Linked DNA regions of Ovis aries: region 1 is linked to region 2. The links are chromatin contacts, called in public Hi-C maps. All regions are on one chromosome and are shown on one strand. The core of a region is the stretch at or near the end of the contact, and the rest is flanking DNA. Distances in the headings are between cores, read along the strand shown.

The links. A called contact is a pair of places that touch in the nucleus more often than the background predicts.
Region 1: a contact with region 2 is called in a Hi-C map of tail adipose tissue, with 2.9 times the contacts expected there. The contact joins the promoter of EIF4E3 here to the enhancer-like site in region 2. A contact is called at or near these places in 8 of 16 Hi-C or Micro-C datasets (blood, hypothalamus, liver and 2 more).

Annotation. Positions count from the first base shown.
Region 1 is chr19:29,981,510-29,985,942 of ARS-UI_Ramb_v3.0, reverse strand. It overlaps EIF4E3 (eukaryotic translation initiation factor 4E family member 3), which reads right to left and starts at 2,603. Exons shown (of 7, transcript XM_060402194.1): 1 at 2,371-2,603. The coding sequence starts at 2,540.
Region 2 is chr19:29,843,778-29,848,087 of ARS-UI_Ramb_v3.0, reverse strand. No RefSeq gene overlaps it. Among named protein-coding and RNA genes, the nearest start is that of PROK2, 75 kb to the left of the region's middle. Within about 2 kb of position 2,122, at least 5 of the 54 cell types and tissues checked have an H3K27ac peak or open chromatin away from gene starts, as enhancers often do. A contact at or near this core is called in tail adipose tissue, where this site is marked.

The DNA of each region.
Region 1 (4,433 bases), core at 1,354-3,853, 140 kb before region 2:
TTATTTATCCTCATTTCACAAACAATGCAGGTGAGGCACTAGGGAGTCTAGGTCATCCGCTCATCATTACACAGCAGGCTGAAAGGCAGGCCAGGCCAGGAGGTAGGTGCCAAATAAGTAGACTGGTAAGTAGCAGGAGACCTTTGGGTGGTGTGGCTCGAGACTGATCTCATCAGCGCATACACCAGCTATCTGGGGAGAAGGGTGCAGTGGAGGGCTCTCCGGAGAGCCTTACCACCCTCTCTACAATCTTGTTTCTCTGGGGGAAAAAGATTCGTGGGAACCTCTAGAACATAATGTGTTCACAACCTCAAGGGGAAGAGAGGCACTCTACATCTCCAGAGAACTAGAGAAAAGTTCAATAAAACCTATGGGATATATAGACTAAATATAATGTCTAAATGAATACAGCCACTTCTGTTACAGATTTGGATATGGGGGCAACAACATATTTCACTTGATTACTGGCTTTCAGAGAACAAAAATGTGCAAATACACAGCAGAAAAGCTATAGTCTGTCTTCACGGAAATCACCATATTCTCATCTTCAAAGATACCAGATATTCTTTAAAAGTTGTATTAAGCTATAAAGCTATATTGTACAACATAGGCTATAAAACCACTGTCTTATAATAACTATAGAGTGTAACTTTAAAAAATTATGATCACTATATTGTACACTGTAGTAGTATTCTACATTGACTATACTTCTTAAAAAAAAAAGTAACACATATTCTTTAAAAGTTATGCTATGTAGTATTAATGGTCTTAAAAATGTTGTGCATGTTTATAAACAAACTCTCTTGATACTGTTTCCAGCAGCCCACAGTCTCCATGTAGACCAGAATCCAGGTTTAACACCTTGGAAACAGATACCAGGTACAGCAACATAACACACTTCTGGAAACAAAGACGCATATGATTTCATCCTGCTGCAGTTTGCCAAAACCATTCTTGTTATGACGGTAAGACGCTCTTTCAGCATCTCATAATGAAAGTAAAAACATTAAAAAAAAAAAAACAAAAAAACCAACAAGACTCACTGTATCTTCCCCACCTCCTAACTTTTTTGTGTTCCAGAAAGAGACAATGACTTCAAACTGTTAACTCTTATAGAGGGGGTGCTAATTCCAACAGCAAGAAAGGAATGAGCCTGTCTTCCTAAGAAAAGATGAACAGCATTTTTAAAAAGTCTTGTGCGTATTTTACGCAAGGCTTTTAAAAACCAGATTTGTGTCTACTGAGTAACTTGCACGGAAAACTGTCACATCCGGGCTTTCCTAATACTTAACCAGAGTAGACACAGTGTCATCAAAACTTCCGTAAGCTCGTGGGACAATCTTTAAGTGTCAGCCTTGGGCACCGGATGCGTGACAGATACTAAGAAGGGTCTTTGCAATTCTTCCATTTATTCATTTGTCAAAAATTTCTTGTGCTCCTACTAGGTGCCAAGTACAGAGTTCCTGTTCACTGGCCCCGAACAGAGGGGGAAGTGTTGAGAGGTTGAGACAGTTTGAAAATAAACAGTCTCCTACACAACACAACTCGGTAGCATTATAAACATTACGAAGAGGATCAGGGAGGGCAGGAGTGATAGGAATGAGGAGTGTTAATTTCGATGCGGCAGTCAGGTAGGCATTTCTGAGAAGATACTTGAGCTGTGGCCCTGAGGAAGCTGCAATCGTCCGCACTCTACTAACAAGGTGAGGCACGGCTCACCACTGAATCCCCAGCACCTAGGAGGTGTGTGGATCGGTCCCCAGTAAGTGCTCAAGAAATAGCTGCCCAGAGAATGAGAAAGAATTCAAAGAAGTGTGCGAGGCAGCATCGGTGCTGGGTGCATCGGCATCGGCAGCATCGGCAGGGGTGCAGGCGCCCGCTGTGCCATAGTAACACCACCGCCGCACACTTCCCACGGGGCTGGTCAACTCTCCCGAGCGCCGTCACAGTGAGGGTCTTGTCCGGAGCTCCCCAAGAACCCCGTGGGCGTAGCGAAGAGAGCACCCTCTCCCCACTTTACAGACCACCCCCGCCAGGCCCGGCATCCCCCACCGCCCAGCTGGGATGCCCGCCCGCCGGCGCTGCTCCTTCGGAAGGAAATAAAGGGGGAGAGTGCTACCGAAACTTTCGGGACTGCGTGGTTTTTCTCCTGGCCTAGGACGCCCGACGGCCGCTCGCGCCGGCCCGAACCTGGGCTTCCGAGCTGGGTCTGAGCAAGCTCGCGCGGCGGGGCCGGGCGCCGGGCGCCGGGCAGGGCGCGGGGGCAGGCGCGGGGCCGGCGGCCCGGGTGCACCGGGCGCGGGCGAGCGCCGAGACAAAGCGGCGGCGCAGGCCGGGCGGGCGCCGGCGGCGGGCCCCGCGCCCCCTCACCTGTCGAGCCAGAAGGTCCAGGGCGAGTGCAGCGGGACGCCGCCCGGCTCGGGCCGCAGCGCCGACAGCTGCTGCAGGCCGGCCGGCGGCTCGGCGGCAGGGGCGGCGGCGCGGGGCCCCGGCGGCTCCCGGGCGCCGGCGGGGGGCGCGGCGGCCGGGGGCATCGCCATTTTCTCCGCCCCGCCTGCGAGGCCGGCGGACGCGCGGACCGCGGGCCGAGCGGCGGCTGAGTCACCCCGGCCCCCGCCCGCCCCGCCGCGGCCGCCCCGCCCCGCCCCGCGCGCGCCCCGCCCCGGCCCGGCCCTGCGCCCGCCCGGCCGGGAGCCGCACCGCAGGACCGCGCGGGGCCGCCGAACAAAAGCGCGGCCCACGCGAGGGGGAGGCGGATTCGTGCAGGCGCCGACTCCGCGTGCGGGGCCCGACGGACGCGCGGGCCGCAGCGAGCGGGGAGCGGCGCCGGGCCCCGATTCCAGGCTACGGGGCGGGGGAACAGCGGGCCAGCCGGCGGATTCCGCAGCCTGACGGGTGACGGGCGAGACGAATGTGTGCGCTACAGCAAGACGAAGGAATGGGTGGATGGATGGTCCAGTGGACGGAGCCAGACCCGTATGGCGAGAGGGGCGCAGGTGAGGGCAGGCAGACCAGCAGTCTGAAGGACGGTGGGAACGCTCGCAGATGCTCGGAGGAGGGGTGGCGGGATGGAAGGGCCGATGGAAGCACAGCTGGGTGTGACAGACAGATGCCTGGGGAACCGCTGGCAGAACGAACAGAGGCTGGAGTGCGCAGGAGCTGAGAAAGGAAGACAGTCAGAACCTGGACCACTAATCCGGCTGTAAAGTGGTCACAGGTCAGTGTCGCCCATTTCCTAACTCAGTGGATCTGAAGGGGTCACCGTGTGCCCAAGTGTGACCAACGGTAAACGAGGGTGCCCAGAGTCCGTCCAGGTTCTCCACACTTGCCCCAAAGCACCCACGAGAAATGGAGGAAGAAACGGGGCCGTTTTGAACACAGCCCTCGGCTTTCTGCACCGCTGAAAACAGAGGAAGATTCCTGAACCCAAAGAGGGGTCCTGCACGCACAGCCCCTTACCAGGTGTCTATCAGTCTCTCTCAAAAGAAAAGGCAAGGCACGCGGCCATGTGAACACGCGTCCTAACTGGCAGGGCCATGGACGCCCTCCTGGAGTTTGAATTTCTGGACAGTCCCTCTCTGGCCTTGACCAGCTGTGGATGCAGAGCTCCATCTCCTCAAAGATACTCTACCTGGCCTAGCCTACATCCTGCTCTTAGCTTGAGTGTCTCTGGATGCACCAGAACAGGAGCTGCAAAACCAGATGGGTTCAGGGGCTTCACAGACATTGCAAACACCTGGTATGAAACCTAGGGTAGGTGCCTTTCCTAAAAGGTATTTAAGTTCAAGTAAAATGACTACAATGAAAGAATGTTGCTTTGCTAGCCTCACTTTGAACACAAATTTTATACAAAGTATGATGCTAGAAGCAGCGACATATTTAAAAGTCCTTCCAACTCTAACATACAAGGGCCTTTTAGGTTAGACGCACTTTTTTGTTGCTGTTGCTTACCTTCTTTTGTTTATTTTTTTCAAGAAAACACACATATGAGATTGTTTAAGCTATTCTATGCACTTTATAGTTACTAACTCATTTAATCCTCACAAAATCCAATGAGCAAGGTACTATTATTAGCACATTCAACAGGTGAGAAATTGAGAAATTAAATTAACCCCAAGGTCACCCAGCTAAAAAGTGAGAGAGCCAGGATTTGAACATAAGTATTCTGACTCCAGAATCTAGCTCCTGACTGCCAGTATCTACTGCCTCTCTAACTAGAAAACTAACAGGTCCATATAATAATAATAAGAGTGAATAGTAAGCCTCCCTCCCAAGGCTATCAATACTGTTACCCAGAGGAAGCCACTGTTTATAATTTCCTTCCAGAAAAATGCAAGTATGCACGTAAAAGCATATATCTAGATATATATATTGTACACCTACCTACATCTTTTATAGAGAAATAGATGTATTTTATACCACTGTGGCATCTC
Region 2 (4,310 bases), core at 873-3,372:
TGCATGTATGAGATTACTGATATTTCTCCTGGCAATCTTGATTCATCTAGCCCAGAATTTCATATGATATACTCTGCACAGAAGTTAAATAAGCAGAGTTACAATATACAGCCTTGACGTACTCCTTTCCCAATTTTGATCCAGTCAGCTGTTCCATGTCTGGTTCTAATTTTTGCTTCTTCATCTGCATACAGGTTTCTCAGGAGACAGGGAAGGTGGTCTGGTATTCCCATTTCCTTAAGAATTCTCCACAGTTTGTTGTGATTCACACAGTCAAAGGCTTCAGCATAGTCAATGAAGCAGAAGGAGATTTTTTATGGAATTTCCTTGCTTTCTCCATGATTCAGTGAATGTTGACAATTTCATCTCTTGTTTCTCTGACATTTCTAAACCCAGCTTGTACATCTGGAAGTTTTCAGTTCACATAGTACTGGAGTCTAACTTAAGGGATTCTGAGCATAACCTTGCTGGCATGTGACATGGGCAGAATTGTGCAGTAGTTGGAACATTCTATGGCATTGCCTTTCTTTGGGATTGGAATGAAAATTGACTCTTTCCAGTCCTGTGGCCACTGCTGAGCTTTCTAAATTTGCTGACATCCGGAGTGCAGTACTTTAATAGCATCATCCTTTAGGATTTTAAATAGCTCAGCTGGAATTCCATCACTTTCACTAGCTTTGTGTATAGTAATGGTTTCTAAGGCCCACTTGACTTCACACTCCAGGATGTCTGGCTCTAGGTGAGTGACCACACCATCAAGGTTATTTGGGTCCAAAAGACCTTTTTTGTATAGCTCTTCTGTGTATTCTTGCCACCTCTTCTTAATCTCCTCTGTTTCTATTAGGTTCTTACTGTTTCTGCCCCTTATTGTGCCTATCCTTGCATGAAATTTCCCTTGATATTTTCAATTTCTTTGAAGCGATCTCTAGTCTTTCCCATTTTACTGTTTTCCTCTATTTCTTTGCATTGTTCATTCAAGAAGGCCTTCTTATCTCTCCTTTCTGTTCTCTGGAACTCTGCATTCAGCTGAGTATATCTTTTCCTCTCTCCCTTGCCTTTCTCTTCTCTTCTTTCTTCAGCTATTTGTAAGGCCTCCTTAGACAAACATTCTGCCTTCTTGCATTTCTTTTTCTTTGGGGTGGCTTTGGTCATTGCCTTCTGTACAATGTTACAAATCTCTATCCATTCTTCAGGCACTCTGTCTACCAGATCCAATCCCTTGAGTCTGTTTGTCACCTTCACTGTATAATCGTAAGGGATTTGATTTAGGTCATACCTGAATGGCCTGGTGGTTTTCCCCACTTTCCTCAATTTAAGCTTGAATTTTGCCATAAGGAGCTCATGATCTGAGTCACGGGCAGCTCCAGGTCTTGTTTTTGCTGGCCGTATAGAGCTTCGCCATCTTCAGCTGCAAAAAACCATAATCTGATTTTGTTATTGACCATCTGGTGGTGTCCATGTGTATCCATCTATACCCACATATTTATGCATATTTTCTTTTCCAATTTGAGATTGTACTCTACATACTGTTGTAACACTTGGCCTTCTTGGGTCAATGATCTTAACCTTTCTGCTTCAGTACGTTTTCTTTGTCACTGAAGAGCTTACAAGTATTTTAGTCCTATCCAGGAATCCTGTGAATAAAGCTCTCTGGCTGTTATAGCAGCTCTTATTTTTCCGCAGCCTGTCAGGATCCCCTTTTTATGACATTGACTTATTGAAGACATGGGGTCAGTTTTCCTGTGCAAAATCTCACCTACTAGATTTGTCTATTTGTTCCTTATTGTACCATGAAGCTGATTTCTATACCCCTCTTATCTTGTACAGACTAAAAGTTAGCTCTAAAGTACTGGTGGATTCATATTTTTGACTAGAAACTGCCAGAGGGGATCCTGTAGCTAGAAGTGCACTGTCCAGTGTGAGAGCTGCCAGCCATATGTAGTCATTTATGTTTCAGTTTAAGTTAATTACAATGGAAAATAAAGCTCCTCACTTGTACCAGCCCCATTTCAAGTGCTCTAAAGCCCCATGTGGCTGGCGGCTCTCGTTTGGACAAGGCACATATGGAATGCTTCCTTCAGCACAGAAAGTTCTGCCAGACTTGCTGCCTAGAGACTGAGTTTATTTCTTCATTGCTTAAGTCTAGGCTTGGGTCAATCAGATACTAGTGTAAATGTGATGCAACAGAGGCTTGGAGAATGTTTGTGCTTCAGCAGTTACCCGTCTTTGGCTGCTGAACCCCTGAGACTGCCATGTAAAGAAGCCTGGACTAGTCTACTGGAGGATGAGATACCCCATGGACAGTGCCCCCAGCTACTCCTGCTGAGGCTCCAGAAATGTGAATAGAGCCATCCAAGACCATCTTAAGAGACCACAGAGAAGGAGACCTCAGTTATTCAGCCATCTCTGTCAACTTCCTGACAGATAAGTAAGGCCATCTGAGACCCAGCAGCCCCACGTGAGCAAGCCATCAATTGAACACAGAGATGAATAAAGCTAGTCTAGACAGAAGAACCAACCAACTGACCCACAGGGTGATGAAGAATAATAAATGATTATTCTTTTTACCAACAGATTTTTTGAATGGGTTATTACTCAGCAATAGATAACTAACACATGATCAGAAAGGAATTGCTATAGTGTTATTTGGCCCTATGCAATGTATTGTTCTCCATTAAACACTCACCTAATATATAAATCTTGCCTAAATTCATAATTTCAAAGATTTTATAAAATTATATTTTTAAACTTTCATCATTCACATAATATACTAACTTTACATGTAATACACTAACTTTCCTTCTACATGTACTAACTGGTATTTTTTGTAAAGTATAGTTCCTCTTCATCAGGTGGGCTAGTTGGTTATCTTATCATACAATAACTCCTGGAAAGGTAGGATAAATCTTTAGTTTTTTTCCTTTCAGTTCATTTCAGTTCAGTCGCTTAGTCGTGTCCCACTCTGTGACCCCATGAATCGCAGCACGCCAGGCCTCCCTGTCCATCACCAACTCCCGGAGTTCGCTCAGACTCATATCCATCGAGTCGGTGATGCCTTCCAGCCATCTCATCCTCTGTCGTCCCCTTTTCCTCCTGCCCTCAATCCCTCCCAGCATCAGAGTCTTTTCCAGTGAGTCAACTCTTCGCATGAGGTGGCCAAAATATTGGAGTTTCAGCTTCAGCATCAGTCCTTCCAATGAGCACCCAGGACTGATCTCCTTTAGGATGGACTGGTTGGATCTCCTTGCAGTCCAAGGGACTCTCAAGAGTCTTCTCCAACACCACAGTTCAAAAGCATCAATTCTTTGGCACTCAGCCTTCTTCACAGTCCAACTCTCACATCCATACATGACCACTGGAAAAACCATAGCCTTGACTAGACGGACCTTTGTTGGCAAAGTAATGTCTCTGCTTTTGAATATGCTATCTAGGTTGGTCATAACTTTTCTTCCAAGGAGTAAGTGTCTTTTAATTTCATGGCTGCAATCACCATCTGCAGTGATTTTGGAGCCCCCCAAAACGAAGTCTGACACTGTTTCCACTGTTCCCCCATCTATTTGCCATGAAGTGATGGGACCAGATGCCATGATCTTCGTTTTCTGAATGTTGAGCTTTAAGCCAACTTTTTCACTCTCCTCTTTCACTTTATTTACCAATTAAAAAGTAAGAAGTTGTTTAATGACCATCTCATACTACACTTTTCTGGTTTTGTCTTGAGTGACTTAATGAAGTCATGAATTTATACATTAAATACATTTTATCAATATCTGTACTCATTATTCTTTTTTGATGCCCAAATTGTCCCAACTTTGGCCACTGGAAGCCCCTTCTGACCACCTCCTATGTCTTTGTGATACAAGTCTATTAATCTTAGAAAACTTCCTTTCCTTCTGGTCAGAAGTTACCTCAAATTCACCCTAAATCTTCCTGGCCCCAGACCTAGAACCAGCCATTTCTCTTAGGATGTTGGGGGCTGTACTGAAGCACATAATTGGATGGCTCAATTGTGCCTGAGATGAGGAAATGTGATTTGAGCATGTCAGTTCTTCTTCCTATCTTGGGCTCCTACTTATACTCTTTGTTCTCAAATCTTCTCACAGCAGTTGTCACTCAAGGTTCAACCCTCCTCTGTGGCCACTTGGTGGGTTTGCAGCTTATAAAGTTTCAGAATCTCTCTTCCTTCCTGTTGTGTCAGCGTTGATTTCACACCAGTTCTGCTGCCTCTCTGGCTTTGGGGTTTTCTCTGTCATCCTAATATTGCTGAAGATGTTGTAAATGATTTTTGCTTTTTGCTATTCCTGATGCTCTCA